2 separate regions of the Mus musculus genome follow, and region 2 is linked to region 1. The links are chromatin contacts, called in public HiChIP or PLAC-seq maps. All regions are on one chromosome and are shown on one strand. Each heading gives the region's core, a stretch centred on a gene start, on an enhancer-like site or on the middle of the called end of the contact. The rest is flanking DNA. Distances are from core to core; before and after follow the strand shown.

What was found. HiChIP or PLAC-seq counts read pairs in DNA pulled down with a chosen protein or histone mark.
Region 2: a contact with region 1 is called in an H3K27ac HiChIP or PLAC-seq map of embryonic stem cells, with 7 read pairs. The contact joins two enhancer-like sites. A contact is called at or near these places in 1 of 39 promoter capture datasets (the 3T3-L1 cell line), 25 of 484 Hi-C or Micro-C datasets (3T3-L1-derived adipocytes, the AML12 cell line, LSK cells and 9 more), 8 of 115 datasets of contacts at active chromatin or transcription factors (the NIH/3T3 cell line, astrocytes, a beta-TC-6 cell line and 4 more) and 1 of 9 other capture datasets (embryonic stem cells).

Annotation. Positions count from the first base shown.
Region 1 is chr14:76,827,452-76,831,100 of GRCm38.p6, reverse strand. It overlaps Gm30365 (a long non-coding RNA gene), which reads left to right. Exons shown (of 3, transcript XR_383623.4): 3 at 1-3,649. Among named protein-coding and RNA genes, the nearest start is that of Gm30365, 8.5 kb to the left of the region's middle. Within about 2 kb of position 2,025, at least 7 of the 459 cell types and tissues checked have an H3K27ac peak or open chromatin away from gene starts, as enhancers often do.
Region 2 is chr14:77,006,542-77,010,190 of GRCm38.p6, reverse strand. No RefSeq gene overlaps it. Among named protein-coding and RNA genes, the nearest start is that of Lacc1, 28 kb to the left of the region's middle. Within about 2 kb of position 1,745, at least 11 of the 459 cell types and tissues checked have an H3K27ac peak or open chromatin away from gene starts, as enhancers often do.

The DNA of each region.
Region 1 (3,649 bases), core at 776-3,275:
AAAATCAACAAGACAGGTGACAGAAACTCGACAAAGACTTGAAGGCAGCCCAATAAGAATAACAAGGGGGCCATTGGCAAAATCATGGAGGAAACTCAAAAGTCCCTAGAACCAAATGAAAATAGAAGCACAATTTACAAGAGCCCTTGGGATAATGCTACGGTATTGATTGCTAAGAGAGAAATTTACAGTCCTGAGTGGACACACACACACACAGGAAAGAGAGAGAGAGAGAGAGAGAGAGAGAGAGAGAGAGAGAGATTGTTAGAAAATTAGAAAAACAAAGAGGAGCCAAATCCAAAGCAGCTAATGGAAAGAAGGAACAGACAGATGGAAGGAACAGACAGATGGAAGGAACAGACAGATGGCTCAGGAGTTAAGAGCCCTGGTTTCTCTTCCAGACAACCCAGGTTCAGTTCTTAGCATCCATGACAGCTCACAAGCAACTGTAACTCTAGTTATAGGAGATCCAACATCCTTTTGTGGCCTCCATGGTCACCAGACACACATGTAGTATATAAACAGAGTTGCAAGTAAAACACCTATGGATATAAAGCTAATCTTAAAAGATAAGGGCAGAAATGACTGAAATAGAAACTAAACAGGCAATGTATAGCATCAGCCAAACAAAAGGGTTTTTTTTTTTCTTTAGAAGAAATCAACAAGACTGGAAAACCTGTAGCCAATTTCATAAAATGGGAGATGAAAAGGGAATGTTGCAACAGATTCTAATGACATTTGGAGCATCTTTAAGGAATGTTTTAAAAACATTAAAGGATCCTAGATTCCTAGACACATCCACCTACCAAAACTAAGCCAAGAAAATACACTAGTAACTTGAACGGACCCATGACAAGAAAACTGAACTAATATTAACTGTGTCATAAACAAATGAATGGTCAAAGAAAACATGGTGTGCATAGTCAGTGGAATTGTACCCAGCCAGAAAGAAAAATGAAATCATGACATTTGCAGGGAAATGGATGGGCCTGGTGATCACCGCATTAAGTGAAATAAGCCATACTCAGACAAAGGCTGCATGCAAGCATTACAGACCATAAAAGAGAGGGAAGAGCAATTAAGAAAGTGGTGGGAGGGGGAAGAGAGGGTGAGAGAGAATATGTGAGACAAAAGCACAATGGGGTCTACTTGAAGGGACAGAGGACCAGCACGAGTGGCAGGGAGGACTGAGAGCACAGTGGAGAGGATGATGGGGAGGGTGATGAGGGAGAGAAATGGGGGAGGGGAGAGCAATGGGGAAGGGGGATGAACAAAGAGAAAGTATCACAACACATATGTAGGAAGATGCCTGTGGCAAAGTAAAAGTGTACGCTTAAAAACAAACAAGCAGATCAAACAACGCCACTCAGGATTCTACTCCAGCTCCTCTTTTATCCCACTCTTCAACGGATGAATCTGGAGACTGGCTCACACTAAGCATTTGAGAAACAGTCTTAGTTTACTCTTTTTGTAACCATGAGTTGCAGTGTGTAAAATGGTTTAACTCAAAGGATATGAATTTAACACAACCTTACATTCTTCATCTAAATCTTACACTGTAGCCAAATTTCTAATCAGACCTCAACACCTGTAACTCAGTTTTCTTCCATTAAATTATGAAAGCATAGCAGGCCTCAAGATTATTGGTCTGCAACCCTAGAAATAGAGGAATAGCCGTGACTATTATTTCCCCCTGGGTGTGAATTGCCATTTCACAGGCTGTCACTGTCACTGTGTTTTAAGTCCCCTGCCAACCACCCTGGGGCAGGTAGATGGCATCACAGGTCTTGAAGCCCTAACAGGAAATGTTTTCTTTTAAAGACTGGATTGGCCTCTCTTTCCATGAGACACCCAATTCATATCCCTAGCAGCTTCAATTTTCAATGAAGGGAGGCTCCTTCATTAGCATGTCTCTGAAATAAGCTGTGCATTTGGAGGCAATTTTCCTGGACTTGGCTGCCCATTCGTTTACAGCGTGGTCCAGACAAGTAATCCTGCCACCTCAGATGGCCTCTGAAAACCTGAGCCAGGAAAGTTCCTGACACATTTGGACTCTGGCTGGGATCAGTGTCCAGCTTCCTGCAAACACTCCTGGGGATGTCAACACATTTTTCCATCTTCTCTCCTGTTTGTATTACACCCTGGGAGGACTAGGTTTAGGCAAGCATCAATATTTTGATGTGATGACATGATGAACGTCCACAGTCAGTGCTGACAGTTGCAATTCTGAGATGCTAGAGTGCAGAGGGTAAAAGCGGTAGAAGAAACAAGCCAAAAGCTATGAAGAGAAGATGTCCTATTTAATCTCTCACAAAAAAAAAAAAAAAAAAAAAAAAAAAACAAGGTAGCTCGGTGTGCCTGCAAATGAAGCATTTGTTTTCCTCCCAATCGTGGTCTGTTTCCTGTTTCAGAGCCCAATGTACAGAGAAGGAACTTGGGGCGTGCGGGAGGGAGTGGGGGGAATCTTTGGTGACTCTTACATTCAGTCACATGTAGACGTCACCAAGTTCCAAAGATTTCACATCTGCTGTGTAGCTTCATACATTGAATACATCTTATATGTAACCTTTATCCAGTCCCACACTGCCACATTGCGCTTCATCTTTAACACCAGTAAGCACTTCTGCCTATTGTATTAGTTACTCCTCTTGCTGCTGTGACAAAGTATCTACAAAAAGTAACTTTTAGAAGGGTTTATTTTGTGCTTTTTCCATCACCCTGTTGGAGGCATGGCAGCAGAAGGAATGGGAGACTCTTCCTATTGTATCCACAGTCAGGAAACAAGAGCAGTGAATGTCTGTGCTCAGATCGCTTTCTTCTTTATTTCAACCAGGGACTGCAGGACAAGAAACAGTATCTCCACATTTAACATCAGATCTCACTCGGGCTAATCATGATACATGCCCAACTGTTCCCATGGTGATGCTAAATCCCACCAAACTGACAATCAAGACCAACCACTGCAGCTATTGTATGCATTCTCTGTTGCTGTGATAAAACTCCAGAGAAAGCAGGAAAGGCTTCTTTGGGGGCTCATTGTGTCAGCGCGCAGTTTCGTAGACTGGTTGTTTTATGCCTGTAGCAAGGCGGTAGATCTTTACAAAATATGTAGCATAAGAAAGCACTTATAACATGGTGGCCAGAAAGCAAGAGAAGACAGCCTCCCGATGTCACCTTTAAGGGCACACTCCAATGACCTAGCAGCCTCAAACTAGGTCCCACCACCCATCAGCCTGGTGGATGACAGGTCTTCAGCGCACGACCTTTGGAAGGCATTTCAGATCCACTCCTGATGGTCGTTTAGTCTTCTCTCTGCCTGACTCTGACATTCTATAATACATTCCCCATGCTACAGTGAGAAAAATCTCTAGCATAAATTCAGGAATATAAACCTGCTTTGTTACTTTTTGCTGGTTTTTCATTGCTTTCTGAACAAAGTCCAAGATCTCAAATATGGCTTACACAATCTAGACATGCTCAGTTCTTCAGCTTTTGTGGCTACTTTCCCAACACTGCATGTCCGTCCCTTGGGCTCCCTTCTAATTCTCCAATCATATGTCCTTCCATACCATGGTACCTGTGTCAGTGTTGTGACTCCCAGTGACCCAGTGTCCTTTGTCCATACATCCCCTTCTCTCCTAAGTGACGT
Region 2 (3,649 bases), core at 496-2,995, 180 kb before region 1:
TCCATGTTATGGTGACCTCCCCATCATAAAATTATTTCATTGCTACTTCATACCTGTAACTTTGCTACTGCTATAAATCATAATATAAATATCTGATATGCAGGATATCTGATATACAATTTCCAAAGGGCTTACAACCCATAGTCTGAGAACAGCTTAACTCAAAACACTATAAACATGGAATTATCAAAGTGCATATTTTTCTCTTTTGGTTGTTTGTGGATTTTTCCTATGTTTTACTTAATAAAAATAATATTTACTCTTAAATCATGTTTTATCTTTCTCACTTCTCAAGTGAATGTTTCTTGTTTCTCCTGTATGGTTTGCTATCTAATTTCCCAAGAGTCATTTAATAATATTTTGGTGTTTCTTTGATTCACCACATGGCACTGGTTATTGCTGATTATAATGGGAGATCTGGCTCATTTTCTTAAAACATTATTCAGAATAGCTTTCACTTTTACCGAAAATTGCAAAGATAATAGAACGAGTCATATTAACCCCACTCCTAGTGTCTCTGAACATCTTACATTAGTTTGATTTACTTCTTGAAATTAATGAACTGGTGTTAATACACTATTATCAAATAAAATCCATACTTCAGTAAAATTAAATTTCTTTTCACCTAATGTCTTTTTTTTTGATGACCTAATATTTCAGCCTTTTCTTTGGGGACCCCATCTAGGATCCCCCACTGCATCTAATCAGAACTCCTTGTGTTGATCTTAGCTGTAACAGTTTTATGATTCCAGGATGTTGCGTGATCACCGCAGCATTGAGCTGTGTTAGTCAGGTATTTTGTTGAGTATCTCTCAATTTGGCTTCATCAACTCTTCCTCCATGGTTTAATGTACAATGCACTGAGTTGTGCTCAATCTCAGCGAGGGGTGTGGAATCCGCACAAATCGTGTGAAACCCTATCTGGGACGTTTACTATTTATCTCATCATTTATAGAACATGGTCTTTTGAGTAGGTATTGTTGGGTTATAGACATATTGGTTTATTTTTGTGGCCCCAAAGAGCCATTTGGAGCTTCTGTAGACGGATTCCCACGCATCTTTGATATAATCCCATCCTTATTCCTTTTGAACTACAGAGCTATAAATCACTTTATTTACTAGGATTACCTGATACTTTTTAATGCATCACCATGATTCAATTTTTAAAAACGTTGAGTGTCTATTGAAAGCAGGGCCTTGGATTAGAAATATTTTTTAAATCTCTTATGGTGTCTCTTCAGATTTAAGAACAGGTGTGTCCTTTTCAGTGGAGAATCGTTTCAGTGACACCGAGGCCCACACAGTTTACTCCAGCATGACCCAACTTGGGCGCTTTATTTACCTGGCTGTGTTCATAACCAGAGAATCTGCATGCAAATCTTAAGGACCCCTTCATTTTCTTCATGTCTAAGTATGCATAACAAAAGTCCAGAACTTTGGGAGTTGGGGGGGGGGGTGCCAGCCCTGGGTCCAGCCCCAATACTACTTAGTTTCATGACTGTAGTGACAAAATAACACAAATTACTTTTTTTTTTATGATACCTTGTAGATACTGGGTGCTGATTTTAGAAAATGCACATCATTGAGGATGTAGGTGTCTCATGGTGCCCTTAAACTGAACACAGAGATTTGACCCTCTTGGTTTGCATGATGTCATGGGGCGTGGGGGGTGGGGGAGCGTTGTGTTGAATGAGAAGGAGCCATGCTTAGCAGTTGAATAAAACATTGGGTAGACTGCCACCAGGTGGCAGAAGCACTCTGATTGGCAAGGACACTCCTAAAGGACTTGCAGGTAATTAGCCAGCTCTTCCTCTTAGTCACTGCTTCAAGTTCAGATGACAGGAACAGGTCTGAATGTACAATTGAGCTTTATAATTTCCTATCAAGACACCAGCGATCTTTCAGGTTCCCAAGCAGAAGTCTTTGAGTTATTTTTGTTACATCTGATCTTTTATTTATTGAGAGATACTGCCTGTTCTGACCGGCTCCCCCGCCCCCCCCGCCCCCTACTTCTTTGCTCCTTTCGCAAAACCTCTGATTCAGATGTACCAAGAAAAAAAAAAAAAAAAAAAAAAACTTTAAACTGAATGCAACTTTCCAAGTCTGAGTCACTGCTTGTGAATTTTTTTTTTATTTGAGACCCTTCTTTCACCTCACCCATGCTCTGCAAATAGGAGTTACTTTTATGGTTCAGGGTTGGAGGTATTGTATGCAATATATATATATATATATATATATATATATATATATATATATATATACATACATACACACACACATATATACACACACACAATAAATATATATATGCACAAAATATATATGTACTATATATATATATGCACTATATATACACACATATATACACACATATATACACACATATATACATACACACACACACACAGCCACTCTTACACCAGACTCTATCTCTTCCCTCCTAGTAGAAAAAGCCTTGTCACAACATGGAGCTCTGCTCTGTTACAGGCAATGGCTAGGCACAGTAGGGACTCATGTGCTTCTTGCAGAGGAAGTCACGAAAACATTGGTCCTGAGGTTGAGTCTGAAGGTAATTCAAACAGTTGAAATGATCATAGAGGTGGGTTGAGGGGAAATGGCGTGATCTTTCAAAGCCCGACACTGTTATTTAGGTGTATAGGGCAGTGGTTAGAAATGATATTAAAATAAAGGGGCAAGAGACCACATTATGGGGGTGGCTGAACGACATGCAAAGAAGTTAGGACTTTATCTTTTGGGCATTGTTGTAAGGTCTAGAAAGAATAATAAGAAAGATAGACTTGCATTTCAGAAAGATGCCCCCATGGTTTTATAGAGATTCATGAGAGGGGAGTAAGATCTACCGCATGGAAACCACATTGGAATGACCACAGAGCCTGGATGGGTGGCGGGGATATTTAGACCTAAAACAAAGTAAGGAAAGGGCAGAATAGCACTTGTAAGTCAGCAAAGAATCAAGTCTGATTGAGGTAAATGGCTGGGTGGCCACCAGGTTCCTGGCTAAGGTCACTGGATGAGTGGGTGGTGATCTCATTCATTAGGACAGAGGATACAGCAGCTAGGAAGATTATATTGGTGATATGAGAAGCTAAATTTATTTTGGGAGCATTTTTATCTTATGTATGCCAATCAGCTTCACATATATATATGGAAGGCATCAATAAATGATGCATTATTGAGCATTCATCCTAAAAAGTCCCAAGGCTGTTTCTTTCCCACGGGTTTCTTCTTTCTTTTCCCACAGTCTTCCCAACATGAAATTTCTGTGGCTTATTTCGTGTACCTTTTAAAGCTTTTCTCACAGGGGAGTTCCTCAGTCATTGTAAAGGTTTCAATATAAACTCTACAAGCAAAGAATCGGTCCTTAGTCTAAAGGAGCTCGGTGTCCATGGCAGAACTGTGGCTTGGTTAACTGCAGTGTTTTCATGGGACATCTGGACAATGGGGATCTATCTCCTTTTGGGTAGGAGGAGTTGGAGAGAGCTGCTGGGGAGAAGCTAGGCCTGGGTAAAACACTAACAGATGACAGCGCTGGAAACCTAAAGGATGCGCAGATGATCAGCATTAGGAAATGTGCAGCTGAAAATGCCCTGCCTCTGTGTATTCAGCCGTGGCCCGTCTTTGCAGTCTT